2 separate regions of the Mus musculus genome follow, and region 1 is linked to region 2. The links are chromatin contacts, called in public HiChIP or PLAC-seq maps. All regions are on one chromosome and are shown on one strand. The core of a region is the stretch at or near the end of the contact, and the rest is flanking DNA. Distances in the headings are between cores, read along the strand shown.

Region 1 (3,044 bases), core at 312-2,811, 110 kb before region 2:
CCCTTGAGGAAATGCCTCCATGAGATCCAGCTGTAAGGCATTTTCTAAGTTAGTGATCAAGGGTGGGAGGGTCCATTGTGGGTGGTGCCATCCCTGGGCTGGTAGTCTTGGGTTCTATAAGAAAGCAAGGTAAGCAAGCCAGGGGAAGCAAGCCAGTAAATAACACCCCTCCATGGCCTCTGCATCAGCTCCTGCCAGTGTGGAAGTGTAAGTTGAATCAACCCTTTCCTCCCAAACTTGCTTCTTGGTGATGTTTGTGCAGGAATAGAAACCCTGACTAAGACAGGGGCATTTAGTCAGATGTCATGAACCATGATGAAAATTTTCATTTTTATCAGAAGGCAATATGTTCTTATAGTGCCCTTGACCCTGAGTATTTTTAGGTGGTTCGTTTTGTTCATTCTGCCCAAGAGCCTCTTGAAGGCAGTCTGTATCATGCTACTGTCAGAACCCGCCCTGATGGGCACAGTCCAGGACAGATCGGAATCACATCCTCCTTGAATTGGGATAAAGTTGTGTTGTTCATATCACAGTAAGATTTGCAAGCACTATTTGAGGTAAGCCATCTTTCCATTTTGTAAGTAGAAATTTGAAAATTTAGAAAAAAATGATTTAAGGCTTTGAATTTTTTCTTATTATCCTCACCTAAAAAAAAATCAGAAGTCATTAGTTGGGAGAGTTTAGGTGGTGCTAGTGTCAGTCACACAGACATGTCTCTGTGACCTTTGACCCCCCTGTTTGCATCAAACTGAGTCTTTAGGACTGCATGCCTCCAGCTTGACATAGCAAGGTTGCCTGTGTGTCCTGAGTACTCGGTTGGCCTGTCATTTTATTGCACTCCAGTCGAGCCAGGTAAATGCTATCAAGAACATTCTGATCATATCTCAGAATGTGGAGATGACGAAGTTGGGCACACAGAGCTTAGGTTAAGGGTCCTCTGCAAGAGACCTGGCCGCTGTCCTTTTACATGATCAATATTTTTCCTATGGCACAGCATGAAAGCTGTGATTGTGATAGTCTTTATAGTATGAACTCTCGGGTATGACCTGTATTTTTGGTTGGTTGGATAAGTGGCATAGAGAGAGATTTTTTTTTTCCTGAGGAGCGTGGGCGTGGGTCAGGTGATTATTGCTGCCCTCATTTTCCTTTCAGAGCAATTGAACCTTTAGTTGTTCTAGTGCCTTCTACTACACTGTATGTAGGAAGATGTTTGTCCTTTCCCGTCTATCACACTGTCTACTTAGCCGCTTTAGAAATGTTATTCATTTACTGAGTAAATATTTGATGAGCACTTACTGTGCTCCAGGCCCTCTCTGAGGTGCTGGGATGCAGCAACAAACAGAACAAAATTCTCATTTTCACTGGGGAGATAACATTTTGACTTAATGTATTTAAAGGCTGAAATCTTGCACACCACCAGCTAGGAGGGGAAAGGGAAGAGGATAGGGAACGGGACTCTAGTGAAAGAAGAAAAAGATGACTTTCAGTCGTAGCCTTACAGTGTATATCTCTGCGGTCACATTCTCTGAAACTGTGTGAACAGGTATGTGGGACTCTGGGCGGAGGTTTTGGCTCTGTGTCTCTGCCGTGCATGCATGACATGTCAGGATGGAATCAGAGTGCTGACTCACTCTCTGTTTTAGACACTTCAGATTAACGTCCCGCTCATAGCAACACCATTTTGAAAATGGCCAAACACCCAGCCTTTAACATTTATACATGGTGGTGTATGTAGGTCATAGGAGGGAGAAGGCAGACATGGTGTTTGCCTTACATCTTTGGAGATCTTTGTTTGGTTCAGAACAACCGGAAATCTCCTCAGAGTTACAGCGTCAATTTTTGCAGTGGCCATGGTTCAAAGGTCAGCTGCTAGCGGAAGAGCTTCTGAGGCTGGGTCCACAGCCAGGCGACCTGGCCTGATGCATATTCCACTTCTACAAAATGCTCTACAAATTGAACTCTCACTTTTGAATCTCAGACCTTTCCCCCAGGCGTCTGCTACCTTCCTGGGACTACTTAGTTTTAAAATTACAATTATTTATTTTACTTAGGGGGAGGCATGGCGTGGCAGTCTGAGAACAGCTTCCAGGAAATCAGTTCTCTCCAGAAACTGAACTTGGTCATCAGGGTTGCTGGCAAGTGCTACAGAGCCATCTCGGTGTCCTGCCTGGAGCTGCTTTTCAAACAGTTCCTTTTCAGGGATGTTGTTTGGTCTTAGAGGGAGACCACAGTTAATTATTTGTTCTTTCAGACTTTGAAGCTTTTCAAGTCAGTGGGATGCCAGCCAGATACGTTTGTCGTAAAAATTATAGTGATGTAAGAATGTATCTGTCAGTAGAAACTCTCTAGTATGTCTAGGAAGTCCCAGAGTCCTTACCTTAATTGTAGATGCCTGTTGAGACGTTTTATTGTTTCTTGTCAAATGCTCATCTGGCATTTGAAAGGCTTTATCTAAAGGCTGTTTGTAAAGCTGAGCATACATCAGATGTTCACCGCAGCCTAGAGATAGTTTCAGTGATACAATCTCCAAGGTAAAGTTTGGTTCCCAACGAAACAGACTATTTCCTGTCAATGTTGCTGGTCTCTGATGAGACTTGGGAAGTTTTACCTCAGTCTGGGAAAATGCTCCTTTTCATCAGATGAGTGGCCCAAGGCCCCAGCCTCAGAAAGGCTTAGCTTCTTGTTTCCTTGACATCGAGGCAGGTAGAACACTCCCAGGAAGCCCTCCCTCAATGGTATTAGGGAGGGTTCCATTGTTTTTCATCAAAGAAATTTTCTTCTGATCTGTGGGTAGGCCTTGTGTGATAGAATTGGAACTTGTCAGGGTGGGGACTGGCCAACAGTGACCCTGATCCATTTTGGGGAGATGAGCAAAGTGAGTTTGGGGTCTGCACTTGGGAGACTCAGGCCTAAGAGTTGAGTTGAGATGAGCTTACAGGAGCTGAAACCCATGTGAAAGGGAGCAGGCTCCATGATGACAGCCCAAGAAGAGGGCTTGTTGTTACTCTGTGGTTCAGGGTGTGTTCCAGTCAGTTCTAGCCTGT
Region 2 (2,997 bases), core at 410-2,909:
GAGGTGCCCCATACTGCCTTCTCCAGCTTCCACTCATCATCACCGAGTTGTTTCTTGAGTAGAACCCCAATTGCACTGGGCCCAAAGTATGAGATGGCTTGGTAAATTTTCCCACTACATTTCCAGATTGTCCACTGGGGTGCTTTGCAACAGTAGCATTCAGCAAAGGTAAACAGTTTCTATTTAGTCCTAAACAACACTGTGAACAGGCTTAGAAGACCTTATTTACAGGGGAACTAGGGGGATATTTTTCATATGCCTTCTGTTACATTGCTCTATCAAGTTCTCTTGGTCACAGAACTCACTCTATATGAACTGTGCCTTTACGTGTTAGAAAACCCTTGCTTCCTTGTGTATGAAGGTGGAGAGTAATCCCAGTTCATGGGACGATGAAAGGGATTGATGAGAGTAAATATTCAGAAATTTTCGATTTAGAGTATTAATCCCTCGGTCCTGGGGTTAGACTGTTTCTCAAAAGAACCCCAACTCTGAGAACCACCAAGGAAAATACTGGAGTCACCTTGTATCAATACAACTTGCTAGGTTTTAAAACCTTCTTCTGCCAAGTTTAGTAGTGCACACCTTTAATTCCAGCACTTTGAGGTAGAGGCCACTGGGTCTCTGAGTGCGGGGCCAGTAATGAGGTCCTGTTTCAAAATTTAAAACCTCTGTTGTCTGTGCAGAAGTTGGCACATGACTGTTACTGGGCCCTTTAGGGAATGTCACTGATCTCTGCATTGGAGAGAGAAAGTATGTCGTGGCACTCAAATTCTGAGACACCCTGGCCAGGCCACATAGCCCCAGCCTGTTCCTGAGTGTCACTCAGAAGTTTCTTCAGCCCTGAAGTGACTCCTGGGAGTTATTAATAGATGCTGTGCTGAGAAACCAGACAATAGGGATCCAGGGCATAGTTGCTACTGTGGGGAGTGGACTAACAGAGTTACTCTTTACAAATTGCTGCCAACACTGTGTGAAGAAGGAATGTGGAGATACATAGATGCGCTCTAGAAAACTGATTCCTGTATTTATGTCAGACTTTTAGAATGTCTCTGATTTATCTCCAGGGGTGATGGTCTGTATTGTAAGAGCAAAAAGTAGCCCAAGTGTTCTCATGAAGCATGCCCTCATCATCGAGGGTTCTCCTGCAGTCTAAGACAATGAAGCCTTTTACTTCCATATCATTTCAGTAGTGTGCTGATGTCTCTAAAACCCGTGGAATTAAATATTCTGATAACTAAAGCATAGCTTAAAATGCTCTTAGAACAATATAATTGTTCTTTAATCTCTCTTTAAATAACGGGTAAGGTATTTCATAGCTTTGGTGAAATTTTAGGTAACAAGTCTTCCCTTTAGTGGAGGGCTAAGTGGCTTCCTTGTTGAGTCTCTTAAGGGGTCTTGAGCCTGTGTGTTTAAGTTGGATGTTACATTTTTGTAAATACTACAACATTCAGTTCACTAAAACAGGAATAGACGAGTGGAAGGGAAAAGAAGGAAAAAGCCGTTTGGCTCTTCTGTCCTGGTGCAGTGCAGCTATAAGTCATGGAGATTCTTTGAGGAGCTGTGGCTTCTGCTTTGTTGCTGCCTCTGCATCTGATCCTAACACTCTTCTGTCTCTCCCGGGAGGGAGGCACGCCTCGTGAGTCAGCATTCCTTTCTGCTCTCAACAGCCACGCAGGAGAAAGACGGACGGCTTGTTTCAAGCACATTTCCTCCGGTCCTTGGAGGGTTCGCCTGTCTCCTTCCTGGTTTGAAGATCATTTCCAAATGATGTGGAATTAGTCACAACGTAGCATAAGCCATAACCATGCTTTCTCATTAACTTTTCCGCTGTTGTGGTGGCCAGATTCCCCTCAGCTCAGTTCCATAAAATTCAGCAGAAGCCTAAACAAGTTTGGGTTTGGTTTTTTTTGTTTGTTTGTTTTGTTTTGTTTTTTGGTTTTTTTTTTTTTTTTCCTTTTGGAGATGAGAGTTCTTCAGCAATTAATAAATCGGGCATGTTAGCTTAAAGTAGTTCTTGGAATGCCGTACATAGAGAAAGGTATACATTGAAGTAACCACAACCTGTAACACTCAGAACAGGCTCTGGGATACAGCACCCAGAAACTTCACCCCAATCAAAATTCTCCACTGATGGAAATGTCGTCTTTTAATACAGTAAGCTTTCCCATTTTCAAGTGAGATCTTGTAAGAGCTCAACATGACGGAGGTCTGCGAGTGCATGTGTGCGTGCGTGCGTGCGTGCGTGCGTGCATGCGTGCGTGCGTGACCCAGTTTAATCTCCTGGCTGCTGCACTTTGGGCTGTTGTGAATGTGAGTATGTGCACGGATCCCTGCTGACTAACTACCTCAGAACAGCTGGATCAGAGCTGTGGTGACTCTCAAAGCTGATTTCTGAAGAATCTGCTCTGGGAAGGGGCTGCTGCACCTGATAGTGACCGTCTTTAATTCTGGCTCTGGTGATCCCTGCTTGTCATTTGTGCTTTCTGATCACTAAAAAGCTTCCTTGCCTGGTCAGTATTATCCAATTAGATGCTCTGGCAGAGTCCCTAGTTAAGCATTTTGGTCAGTTTTCCTGTTGGCTGCTTTTCCTTTGTATTGGTGAGCTCCTGGTGATGACGTGTCTTCTCACAGTCTGTGGCTACTTTTCTGTGGCCTGATCAGGGCCTTTTGGTGCACAGAGATTCTTCTTAATGGAGTCTAATTACCAGCTCTGACTAGAGCTTGGTTTCCTGTTTAAGAGACACTTGCTTACCTAAGATTATCAATGTTTTCTTCTCCTGTGACATTTAGGCCATCAGTCGGGTTGGAATTGATTTTTTTAATGGTATAGACCGTCAAGACTTGTGTTTGCTTTTCCCGCCACCCCCAGTGAATACCCAGCAGGCAGCACCTTTTGTTGAAAAGGCCAACCTTTCCCACCCCACCCCGTGTGTCTACATCCTTGCATCTGTTGTTCTGTGTCCACATTGTCACTGTATAATATAGTCCTTTAAAAGG

What was found. HiChIP or PLAC-seq counts read pairs in DNA pulled down with a chosen protein or histone mark.
Region 1: an HNF4G HiChIP or PLAC-seq map of pancreatic cancer cells shows a contact between it and region 2. The contact joins two enhancer-like sites. A contact is called at or near these places in 1 of 484 Hi-C or Micro-C datasets (nephron progenitors), 2 of 115 datasets of contacts at active chromatin or transcription factors (embryonic stem cells and pancreatic cancer cells) and 3 of 9 other capture datasets (adipose tissue, liver and pancreatic islet).

The regions. Positions count from the first base shown.
Region 1 is chr1:51,854,923-51,857,966 of GRCm38.p6, reverse strand. The region is part of intron 3 of Myo1b (myosin IB); the gene reads left to right. Among named protein-coding and RNA genes, the nearest start is that of Myo1b, 60 kb to the left of the region's middle. Within about 2 kb of position 1,561, at least 45 of the 459 cell types and tissues checked have an H3K27ac peak or open chromatin away from gene starts, as enhancers often do. A contact at or near this core is called in pancreatic cancer cells and pancreatic islet, where this site is marked.
Region 2 is chr1:51,746,338-51,749,334 of GRCm38.p6, reverse strand. No RefSeq gene overlaps it. Among named protein-coding and RNA genes, the nearest start is that of Gm31636, 130 kb to the right of the region's middle. Within about 2 kb of position 1,659, at least 133 of the 459 cell types and tissues checked have an H3K27ac peak or open chromatin away from gene starts, as enhancers often do. A contact at or near this core is called in pancreatic cancer cells and pancreatic islet, where this site is marked.